2 separate regions of the Mus musculus genome follow, and region 2 is linked to region 1. A link is a contact called in public HiChIP or PLAC-seq data. All regions are on one chromosome and are shown on one strand. The core of a region is the stretch at or near the end of the contact, and the rest is flanking DNA. Distances in the headings are between cores, read along the strand shown.

Region 1 (5,565 bases), core at 2,081-4,580:
GCATGGGGGTCCACTTAGAGCTCAAAGCTCTGTGGCCTGAAGGAAGAGGCTCAGGTATATTCCAGTTCATACCTGTTGCTATCCATGGAGGGATTCATGTGAGTCACGGGAAACCTGCTGGCTGCCATTTCTGATGTCTGGAAAGCAAGAGTGGACTGGACCAGCTTATTTGAAGATCTTTCTTTTTTATAGCTTTTTTTTTTTTTTTTTCTGAGACAGGGTTTCTCTGTGTAGTTCTGGCTGTCCTGGAACTCACTCTGTAGACCAGGCTGGCCTCAAACTCAGAAATCTGCCTGCCTCTGCCTCCCAAGTGCTGGGATTAAAGGTGTGCGCCACCACGCCCGGCTTTTATAGCTTTTTTTTTTTTTGGCTTTTCCTCAGGACGATATTTTATTTTATTTTTCCATTTTTTATTCTTTTATAGCTTTTTTAAAAAAAATAATGTTCTTTCTCATTTAATTAATTAATTTTTTAATTTTTAAATTTATTATATGTAAGTACACTGTAGCTGTCTTCAGACACCCCAGAAGAGGGCGCCAGATCTCATTACGGATGGTTGTGAGCCACCATGTGGTTGCCGGGATTTGAACTCAGGACCTTCGGTCAGTGCTCTTAACCGCTGAGCCATCTCCTCAGCCCCTCAAAGATCTTTCTAGACACCCAGGAGTCAGAGACACCCAGCCCATTGAACGGATGGGGCTGGTTTCCTTTATTTTTTTGAGACAGGTTCTCGCCATGTAGCTCAGAATAGCCTGGAACTCCCCTTGTAGCCCAGGAGAGCCTCTAACTCATTGGATACCGAGGCTTTAAGTGTCTCTCTCTTCCAGAGAGTGGCTTATGAGAGTGAAACCTTTTAAAAAGAACTTTGTTTGTTTTAGGTGGGACTTGTACTTAATTCCAGCACTCAGGAGGCTGAGGCAGAAAAATTGGCTAGCCTGGGCTACCTATGGAGACTATGTCACACACAGGCACATTCTGCTGCCCTGGAGCCTTGCCCATACAGTGCGTCTGGCATGCATGCTAGCCCTGCTATTGCTCATGGCTGACTAATGTTCCTTCCAACGCTGCCTATCTGAGCTCTGTCACAGACAAGGAACTGGAGCCCTGCAGAGCATGGGGTCTGCCGGGAGGAGTTTCACAGCTGGAAGGTGCTGGAAGCCTCCAGGGTCCTGGCTGATCAGTTGCTCTTGCTACATTTTGGGTCCAGAGAGGGTATTAGCCATAGGAGCCAAGGGAGTGCCTGAATGTATGTGGGGCAGCATTTGCTTGGTGCTCCAAAGGGTTCCGGTAGCTGTGGCTCTGCTGTGACCTGACCCATATCCCGATGGATGACTGAGTGTGGAGCCCAGCCCTGCTCCCTGATGATGCCGTGGTTCTGTGCTGGCGGCTCGGAGTTCCTGTGCCTTGCTGGTGAAATGGGTTTAGTTATTTGGATTTAGTGGGGAGGGCTATTGGGACTTGCTGAAAGCTTTAGGATCTAGCTAAACTCAACTACAAGTCTATCTTTGGCTGGCTGGGAATGGTAGTACACACCTTTAATCCCAGCGCTAGTGTGGCAGAGGCAGGTGGATTTCTTTGAAGCCAGCCTGGTCTAGAGTTCCAGGTCAGGGCTATGTAGTGAGATCCTGTGTGAGGAGCTGGGGACAGATGTGGGTCCGGAGGTAGGATTTGCTCTCTTACTCTAATGGGTCTACCTATATGCACATACTGAGCTCTGTGTGCCATGGCACATATGGTGTGGTTGTGGTGGTGGTGGTGGTGGTGTGTGTGTGTGTGTGTGTGTGTGTGTGTGCGCGCGCGCGCGCGCGAGTGTACGTGTGTCTTGATGCTGCGGACAAAACCTAGGACCTGGCCCTGTTGCACCATTTTAGAAATGAAGAGGAAGAAGTAAGCCAGCCAGCTCAGCTGGTAGAAGAATAGTGTTTTCCCTCAAAAATACTTCTGATGCCTCCTTCCTTGGGGAATGTCTTTGGAATCTCAGTCACTTTTGTTATTTGTTTGGTATCCTTTCTCGATAGAGAAAATACTATAAAAGATAGGGACCCTGGCAGAAAACATCAGCAGAAACTGCCCCTCATAGTTCAGCATCGTTTATGGTAGTTACACGGTGTTACATCTTGAGGGACTTGACATACATACTCATTTTAAAAAAGATTTGTGTATTTTACTTTTTTTTTTTTTTTTTGCATATGTTTGAATCATATGCATGCAATACCAACGATGGCCACAAGAGGGCATCATTTCCCCTGGAGCTGGACTACCGACATTGATCAGCTAGCACAAGGGTGCTGGAAATCGAACCCAGGTCCTCTACAAGTGCAGCTGGTGAACATAACCAATGAACCATCTCTCTAGCCCTCTATATGCTGGTCGATTGATTATTTATTTAGAGACATCGTTTCTCTGTATATCCCTGGCTCATCAAGGCTCTGTAGACCAGGTTGGCCTTGAACTCAGCCTGCCTCTACCTCCCAAGTGCTGAGATCAAAGGCATACACCACCAAACTCAGCTCCTATGTGCTGGTTTTAAGGTTTGTTTTCATTATTCTTTTAAGTAGCATATGCCTGCGTGGGTGTATGCCACGTCAGCGCAGGTGCCCTCTCCGACCCCTTGGGGCTGAAGCTGCAGGTGTGTCAAGCAATGGTGGCTGCTTTTTAAATGCTGAGCTGTTCTCTGGCGCCCAGAGTGTTTTCATTTTCACAATATCCTTTTTGAGATAGAGAGAGACAGACTGACTGATACAGCCTTTGCATGCGATCACTGTGTCTGGGTGAAGGCTGCTGTGACTCTGTTATTATGATTTAGGAATGCAGCTGGAGAGAGGGGTGGGATTGATGCCACAGGGTGTGTGGGGGTCCGAAAACCTGCCCACCTTCTCCCCCCAACCCCGGCCCGAAACTCGGGGGACCCCAGCGCGAGGCGCAGGTTGCAGCAGAGGAGGCAGGCTGTGCGCGCGAGTGGCCGCGGCGTGGAGGTGGGGTGAGCAGGGCGGGGTGAGTGCGCGCCGCTCGGAGCGAGCAGGAGAGAATGCCCGGGGTGGGGTGAGTGCGGCGGGACGCGCGCTCGCGCTCGCGCGCACGGACACGGCGGGGGGCGCGTGGCCGGGGGGAGGCGCGCGTGGGGGGCGCGCGGCGCGGGCGGGGACACTGCGGCGGCCCCGGGCGGCGGGCGGGCGCGCGCGTGGGCGCAGCGCGGAGCGGGGCCCATGGTGCGGCCGTGTCCGTCGGTCGGGCCGCGCGGGCGGCTCCGCGCGTGGCCCGGCGCTCGCGACCTCGCCCCTGCGCTGCGGGCCCGGCCCGCCCGCTGCCGGCGCCTTCTCCCCCTGCCCCGGGGCGGCGCGGAGGCCGCGGGGAGCGCAGGGGGCGCGGCGGGCGGCGACATGACGGACAGCATCCCGCTGCAGCCCGTGCGCCACAAGAAGCGGGTGGACAGTAGGCCGCGCGCGGGGTGAGTGGCCGGGCCGTGGGCAGGGAGGAGGGGACACCTGCCGCGGCCCCCGGGAGTCCGTCCTGGCAGGCGGGGGACCCCGCCAGGGGCTGGGGGCGGGGGCAGGCTCGATCCCCTGGGGACAGAGGTCGAGCTGGAGAGAATGCAGAGTCCCAGGCCGCGCCTCCAGCCGCCAATCGGAGCCCCTGGGGGTGGGACCTGGGAGGTGCGTTTCTAGGGCCGCGCAGGTAAGGCGCTGCGGCTGGGCGGGGCCTGCGGCGCCGTCTCTCCGGTTCCCTGTAGCTCGGCCGTGGGACGCCGGAGCTGGGTGGGGCTGCTGAGCAGGTATCAGTGTAGGAAGGAGAGATGCCAGCTGCCATCTTGTGGGCTCTTTGTGCCTGGCTTCCCCGAGGCCTCAGTTCGGAGGCTCTACTCAATTCTACCGAGTGGGAAACGGAAACGGAAAGCCTGGGGGTGGGGGCGGGGGCGGGAAGGTACTGGAACACGGTTCCCACATTTCCTGCTCCACACTTCCTGCGGGTGGTGTTTGTTGGCTTTTTAAATTGTTTTGGGGTTTGATGGTGCTAGGGACCAAACCCGGTCCTCCAGCCTGTTAACCATTCTACCACTGAGCTACACGCCCCCCCCCCATCCCCCAGAATATAAGTTTTTATGAAGACACTTCGTCAGAGCTCTGTGTGGAACCCTACCCCAACCCCTGCAATAAACACTTTAATTAGTAAGATAAGTAGACTGTAATGTGCCGCGGTTGATTCGTGTCTCCTTGTTAAATGCAGGGACTGTGCCAGGTGATTCTTAGGAAAAACCTGACTTAAACAAGGTCTGCCTAATAGGTGTGCAGGTGTAGGAGTTTACCTGGGGAACTTGAAGCCCACCCCTGACCTCATTTTAGACTATGAAATGAGAATCTGGGGTCTCGACGGTGGCCTCTGTGCTCACAGATTCACCCACCTGCTGAATTTTGAAATGTGAAGAATGGAAATGACCTGTATCCTGATGGTGCCAGCTTGCCCTCCGTGGTCCCGGGCGATCCTTTATGTAGTTACCTGGTATTGGGCGCGGTACACAAACAATGGGGGAGGCACTGCGCGATGCTTGCGGGCTTCTTTGAGGGTTCTGAGGTCCTGTGCAAGGGATGGAGGCTGTGTGTGAGTCTTTGTTTCTTTCCCAGAGTTGGGGGTTGGGCTCAGACAAGAGTTGTGAAACGCTTGGCTGTATCCTCAGCTGCTTCTGCCTTTTATTTAAGTTGGGGGTCTCACTGAAATTCTTCTCCTGGCTCTGAATGTTCTCTGAGCACAGGAGAGACTTACTTGGGACACTCCTGCCTCAGCCACCTTGGTAGATTAGGTGGGATGGCATCCCGTGCCACTTGGCCTAGCCTTTGTGTCTTTCCGAAGGCCCCCTGCTGATTTTAAATGGCGGTCTTGGTTGAGGGCCTGGGTCAGTGCATATCAGAAGAGTGTGAGCATAAGTTAAAGTTTACAGGATAGAATGTGCTTTGACTTTCAGAGGCCTGGAGAGAGGAGAGCAGATAATTTTATATTTAAAAAAAAAAAAATCATGGGTGGCAGTGGTGGCACATGTCTTTAATCCCAGCACTCAGGAGGCAGAGGCAGGGCCATCTCTGTGATTTCAAGACCAACCTAGTGTACAGAGCAAGCTCCCAGACAGCCAGAGCGACACAGAGAAACCCTGTCTCGAAAAACAACAAACAGGCTAGAGAGATGGCTCAGCAGTTAAGAGCACTGACTGCTCTCCCAAAGGTTCTGAGTTCAAATCCCAGCAACCACATGGTGGCTCACAACCATCTGTAATGGGATCTGATGCCCTCTTCTGGTGTCTCTGAAGATAGTTACAGTGTACTTACATACATAAAATAAAAAAAAAAGAAAAAAGAAAAAAAAAGAAAGAAAAACAACAAACAAAAATCACTTGGATATGGTGGCCCAGGTCTGTAATCCCCGCAGGGGCAGAGGCCAGAGGCCAGAGGCCAGAGGCAGAAGCAGGTGGATCTCTGGTGAGTTTGAGGCCATCCTGAGTTCCTGAGTAACAGTGAGGTCCCGTGGAGATGGCTCTGAAGAGAGATGTTTACTGCTGAGCGTGGTGACCTGAGCTGG
Region 2 (5,565 bases), core at 2,269-4,768, 100 kb before region 1:
ATTTATTTAGTATTACACATAAGTGCACTGTAGCTGCCTTCAGACAGGCCAGAAGAGGATGTCAGATCTCATTATGGATGATTGTGAGCCACCTTGTGGTTGCTGGGATTCGAACTCAGGGCCTTCGGAAGAGCAGTCAGTGCTCTTACCCGCTGAGCCATCTCTGCAGCCCCTGGAGCACTCTGCTTCTGCAGAGGACCCAGTTCAATGTCCAGCACCCACATAGTGTCTCTCAACCATCAATGGCCCCAGTTCCAGGGAATTCCATGCCTTCTTTTAAACTCCGAGGACATCAGGAATGTTCCTGGTACCCATTCATGCACGCAAACGAAACATTCATAAACATAAAATAAATGCACCTTAAAAATATGACTTCCTGGGGGGGGTTCCTCCCCCCTCCGCCAAGAAGATGGGTGTTCAATCCAGATTTCCTCCTACTGCTTTGGACATAATCTCGAGGGTGCTAGGAGTGTCTTTAAGGTGCGAGCCTGGGTGCCAGCAGCCCCAACAGGCAAGGGTTGGCCACCTGTCCCTAACACTCCAAGGAGCAAGTCCTGGTGAGAGGCAGAGAGAGGAGAGGAGATGCACTCAGTGCCACCAAACTGCATAAAGGCAAAGCAATCCGGAGACCCCTGAGTCCATCCTCAGGGAACTGGATGACCTTCAGACTTCAATGCAAGATTGAGCAAGGGTACCCTAGCAAAGATTTTGGGGGGCAGGGGCTGCTCTCCATCATCACTATCCTTATCCTGAGATCTGGTCCTCTGTCCTGCACTTGAGGGGATAAGTCAGGCAGTTTGACCAGGGTGTGGCCTCACCCTCTTAGGTAATTATCCTCCTTTAAGGGGGAGTGGATTGTTCTTCTAGGTTCAGCTCTTCCTGGAATCTAAGGGCCTGCGGTGTTAGGACATTAACTTATCTCAGTGCCTTCAGCACAAAATGAAGGCAGAGGTATCTGGCGTCCATCTGGCTCCTAGGTGGCTGTGGGTCTGAGAGCTGTTGATGCTTTTTTTTTTTTTTAACCAAAGAGGTTATAAGGTGCCAGTTCCATGACTGTGAGCTCAGGCTGCTGCAGTCATGCTGTGACTTTGGGGACCCAGCAGGGACCCAGGAAAGGGTAGGGCTGGTTTCTCTTTGGTAATTGGTGATCTCCTGATGCCACCTTTTGGTGACCTTTGGCGGTGGCTGCTGCTTCTTCTTCTTCTTCTTCTTCTTCTTCTTCTTCTTCTTCTTCTTCTTCTTCTTCTCCTTCTCCTCCTCCTCCTCCTCCTCCTCCTCCTCCTCCTTCTTCCTCTCCTCCTCCTCCTCTTCTTCGAATTATTTATTTTGTGTGTATGAGTTCACTGTAGCTGTCTTCAGACACACCAGTAGAGGGCATCGGATCCCATTACAGATGGTTGTGAGCCACCATGTGGTTGCTGGGAATTGAACTCAGGACCTCTGGAAGAGCAGCCAGTGATCTTAGCCGTCTCTCCAGCCCGACCCTTGGGTTCTTGCTAAGGGAAGAAAACAGTGGCATCGGGTGCAAATTTTGTCCACAGTTGGTACCTGCATCTGAGAACTAGCCTAGAGAACATGCATGGTGTAACTCTATCCCCTTACAGGGAAAGATCCCGGGCGCGAGTGCGCGTTCTTGAGCTAGACGCCTACTGAGGCCAAGTTGGAGCCCATGGAGTCCCCCTGGAGCAGGGGTTACATGTTGTTATGAATTGTCCAACATGGATTCTGGGACCCAAACTCGGGTCCCCTGTAAGCGCAGCAAATGCTCTTCACCACTGGGCCATCCCTCCATCCTCACCCCGCCACCACCACCTTTTTGTCTTTTAAAGGCACCACAAAAACAAACAAACAAGCACCTCATTACTCTGTGTGATAACCTAAAAACTAAATCAATAATGAAGTAATGACAGATAAAGGCAACAGTGTGTCGCTTAGAGCCCAGCCTTCTGACCTCAGGGCTGTACTTTGAATCTAGGTATCTCCCCACAGGCACACGCTCTGATCACTCAGTCCCCGACAAGTGGTGTGATTTTGGAGGGTTAAAGTGATGGAAACAGGTCACTAGGGGTGGCTCTTTAAAAATGAAGCACACCCTCTGTTCTGATCCTAAGTGTTCCGGTGTCCTGCCTGCTGCCAAGTGGACAAGCAAGCAGCTGCTCCGGTCGGCTGCCACCAAGCGAGACTCTTTCACCCCTCACCCCACCACGATGCACTCTGAAACCATGAGTCAAAATGTATCCTCCCTCCCTCCCTCCCTCCCTCCCTCCCTCCCTCCCTCCCTCTCTCCCTCCCTCCCTCTCTTCCTCCCTCCATTGCTTCTGTCAGGCATTTTCATGACCGTGGTGAGAAAAGCAACTGTTTTACATTTTTGTATTTTTATTTATATGTGTATGTATGTACTCCACACGCATGCATGTAATGCCAGAGGATGCCAGAAGAGGGCAATGTACGCTGCCCAAGAGGGGTGATGGGACCCAAATTAGAGCTCTGGGAGCCATCAAATAATTGGTTTAACCTTAGTTTTCTCCTTAAAACGTCTGTCTCCAACCACAGTCACTTTGTGCATTGGAGCACACGTGAGTCAGGTCCTCACCAGTGTCCTCAGCGGACAACTTGCAAGGCATGGTTCTCTCTTTCCACCATGCGGGTCCCGGGGATCCAGGTCAGGTGATGAAGCTTAGCGGGAAGAGTCTTTACCCTCCGAGCCTTTGACCCTCACTGCCTGACCCAATTTTCATAGCTAGAGAGAGCTGGACTTAGGTGTAAGAGCCAGATGCTGAACTCTGGGGAGGCGCTGTTCACGGGTAGTATGACCCGGATGCTGGTCGGATCGGAAGCCGCCTTCAGTGTATCAGGGATTCTTGTTATTTTTTAATCCCCAATACTTCCGTGTACTCGGTTTTGATTTTTTGTTTGTTTGTTTTGTTTTTTGTTTTTTGTTTTTTTTTTTTTCCTGGCTGTTGAGATACTTTCCCGACTGGTCTAAAATCTCGTATTTTGGAGCTTGAGTCAGAAAATCTGAAGCCAGTTTCCACTTTGTGCACTCACTGGGTGACTCTCACACAGTGCGGGATGATACGGGATCCACTTTATTGGACGATTGTTAGGGAGCGTGTTCAGGTTTTCAAAAACCCATGGATGAGACTTAGGAAGAAAAAAGATTCGAATAGGAAAAGTTCCCGGGGAGAACTCTACCCTCCCCCACCCCATCCCCGGAGAGTCTGAGGGCCCCTGGGAAGGCTTCCCTCGTTTAGAGTGCAATAAATATGACAATGTAAAAAAACAAAAACTGTGAGTCGTCCTTCCGGAATCTAAACAGAATGAAAAAAAAGTCTAGAATTGCAAATATCACAGTCGTGAGCCCTTGGGACAAAGACTATGCTGATGTAACCTTGAAGCAGAAAATAAACAAACAAAAAGGGAGCAAAAAAATATTCAAGGCTAGGATGGAGCAGGCTGGCCAACGCCCTTTCCTGAAAAGCCCTTGTAGGGTGAGAAGGCAGGCGTCTTCACGCCTAGCACCCAGCGTGTCCCTCCTAGCTAGGTTTGATCCTCTAATGTCCTTTGGTCTCCTTCCCTCCCCACAAGTAAATTCCTCCTTCCAGTCTCCAATCTACTGGCGACACCCTGCAGCCCCTGTATGCTTTATCTGCGGATTCAGATTCAGGCTGTGGCTTTACCCAGGTGGCTTCTTGTAACTTTACTCGACAATTTGGAAAAACAAACAATTCCATTCCGACCTTCCGATTTCGTAGGCTTCTGCGTTCCCCTCCCAAGTCTGCCTTTGTCAGGACCCCGTTATTACAGATTGAGGTCACTAACTGATGGCCCTGGCTTGGGGTATTTCTTTTTCTTTCTTTCTTTCTTTCTTTCTTTCTTTTTTTTCTTTCCTTCTTCCCCACCTTAAAATGCTAACTTAGCTGGTGACCGATGGCAATTATATAAATGGTCTTTGTTTGGACTTATCTGATCTTTCCCTATCAAGGGGTTTAATCTCAGCCTTCCTGGAAAGCCTCAGCTTGGCTGTGAAGATGCAAGCAATCTTCCACAGCTGTTTCTGAGCCCCTGCTGCGAGCTGTTTACCCTTGTAAGCCCCCACTTGCGATTAAGAATTGCTGCATTTAAAATTCTATTTTTTTTAATATATGCGTTTATTTAGAGAGACTGTGTGCATTCGTGCGTGCATGCACACTCGGAGGTCAGGGGACAGCTTTTGGAAGTAAGTTCTCTTCTTCCACTTTGAGTGGGTTTCTGGAATCGAACTGGAGACATCAGCCTTGGCAACAGGAACATTTACCCACTGAGCCATCTGGCCAGCCCATGTCACTTATTGTTAAGAAAAAGAAATATATACATTATATATTAATATATAAAAACATATAATATACATTAATATATGCGGCAAAGAAGGAATCTCCTCCAGGTAATACGGTTGGGGCGATATGAAAGTTTTATATCAATACTGGGAGTCCCAAATATCAGTTTCCAGTCCCATTTGGAACATTTCGTTGCTATGTGAGTGGCCACTTTATACAAATTTGGGAAGGAGCCACAGAAGGAAGGAAATAAAAGCCACCTCTCCGGCTGGAGTCCCTCATGGGTGCAAGGTCCTGGGATCTGTGGGGGAGGGGCAAGCCCTTCCCGTCCTGCAATAAGCATTTTAAACCCTGGGCCGCACCTGTGTTTACAAACCGTAGCTGTATTCTCGGGATTTGCTGTGTGGGTGACAACAAGCCCTCTCAAATGTGCATTTTAGAAAAATCCAAAATCTGTTTTAAAGAGGAGAAATGAAGGTGGCCGATGGGACTCGGCGTGTGCCTTACTGGCCCCTCCCTGCCCTGCTCCCTACACCCGCCAAGCTTTTCACACCTGGAATGTTGGGGGGCGGGGGAGCTCTAGGTGGAAATGTCGGGGACTCACTCTTACTTCAGAACTGGGGCTACACTCTCTTCCCTCTTAGGCGAGGCTTCAGCCGGGCGGCGGCGGCGGCTTCATCACGGTAATACAATTTTGTATGTTAAACAACAGATGTCAAACAGAAAAAAAGAGACGGGCCTTGGCTTTTCTTTCCCTGTGGCCCTCTTCCCCCCTCCCCTCTAAAGCAGCCATTTTTTCAGTTGCTATGACAGTGGTGTAGGAGTCTATCATTTTCCCATGCCTGCTGTATGTTAATGTGGAATCCATGCAGGCGTTATCTGGTTAGGCTGGGGGGCGGGGGGCAGCCTGCCCTCCCGGTCCCCTCCCCCACCCCGTCCTCAGTTTCCTCTCTAAGGAGTGATGTGTGTAAAGCCCTAAGTTTCATTTGCTTATTAACGTATCAGTTACAATCAGCCACAGAGTAACTGAAGCCCCCAGCGTGTGTTTACAAAGCAAGCTTTGAAATGAACAGAAGAGAGCTAGACTCATATTTTGTGTGTCATCTAAGACAGTCCTGCCCTTCCACCCTAACTCCGAAAACATCAGACCAGTCCACATGGAGGAGGGGACCGAAGCTCCTTCAAAATTTCCCCAAGCTGAGATAATCATAAGGTTTTCATAAGAATCTTTCTAACAAAGATGGTGAAG

Evidence for each region. HiChIP or PLAC-seq counts read pairs in DNA pulled down with a chosen protein or histone mark.
Region 2: an H3K4me3 HiChIP or PLAC-seq map of embryonic stem cells shows a contact between it and region 1, with 9 times the contacts expected there. The contact joins the enhancer-like site here to the promoter of Atp9a in region 1. A contact is called at or near these places in 9 of 39 promoter capture datasets (cranial neural crest, embryonic stem cells, epiblast stem cells and 4 more), 4 of 15 datasets of contacts at CTCF or cohesin (embryonic stem cells and stem cell-derived epiblast-like cells), 23 of 484 Hi-C or Micro-C datasets (embryonic stem cells, spermatogonia, stem cell-derived epiblast-like cells and 1 more), 15 of 115 datasets of contacts at active chromatin or transcription factors (embryonic forebrain, embryonic midbrain, embryonic stem cells and 4 more) and 3 of 9 other capture datasets (adipose tissue, liver and pancreatic islet).

What each region holds. Positions count from the first base shown.
Region 1 is chr2:168,739,565-168,745,129 of GRCm38.p6, reverse strand. Atp9a (ATPase, class II, type 9A) reads left to right here and starts at 3,330. Exons shown (of 28, transcript NM_015731.3): 1 at 3,330-3,448. The coding sequence starts at 3,381.
Region 2 is chr2:168,839,539-168,845,103 of GRCm38.p6, reverse strand. No RefSeq gene overlaps it. Among named protein-coding and RNA genes, the nearest start is that of Gm25214, 40 kb to the left of the region's middle. Within about 2 kb of position 3,518, at least 30 of the 459 cell types and tissues checked have an H3K27ac peak or open chromatin away from gene starts, as enhancers often do. A contact at or near this core is called in embryonic stem cells, epiblast stem cells, extraembryonic endoderm stem cells and 2 more, where this site is marked.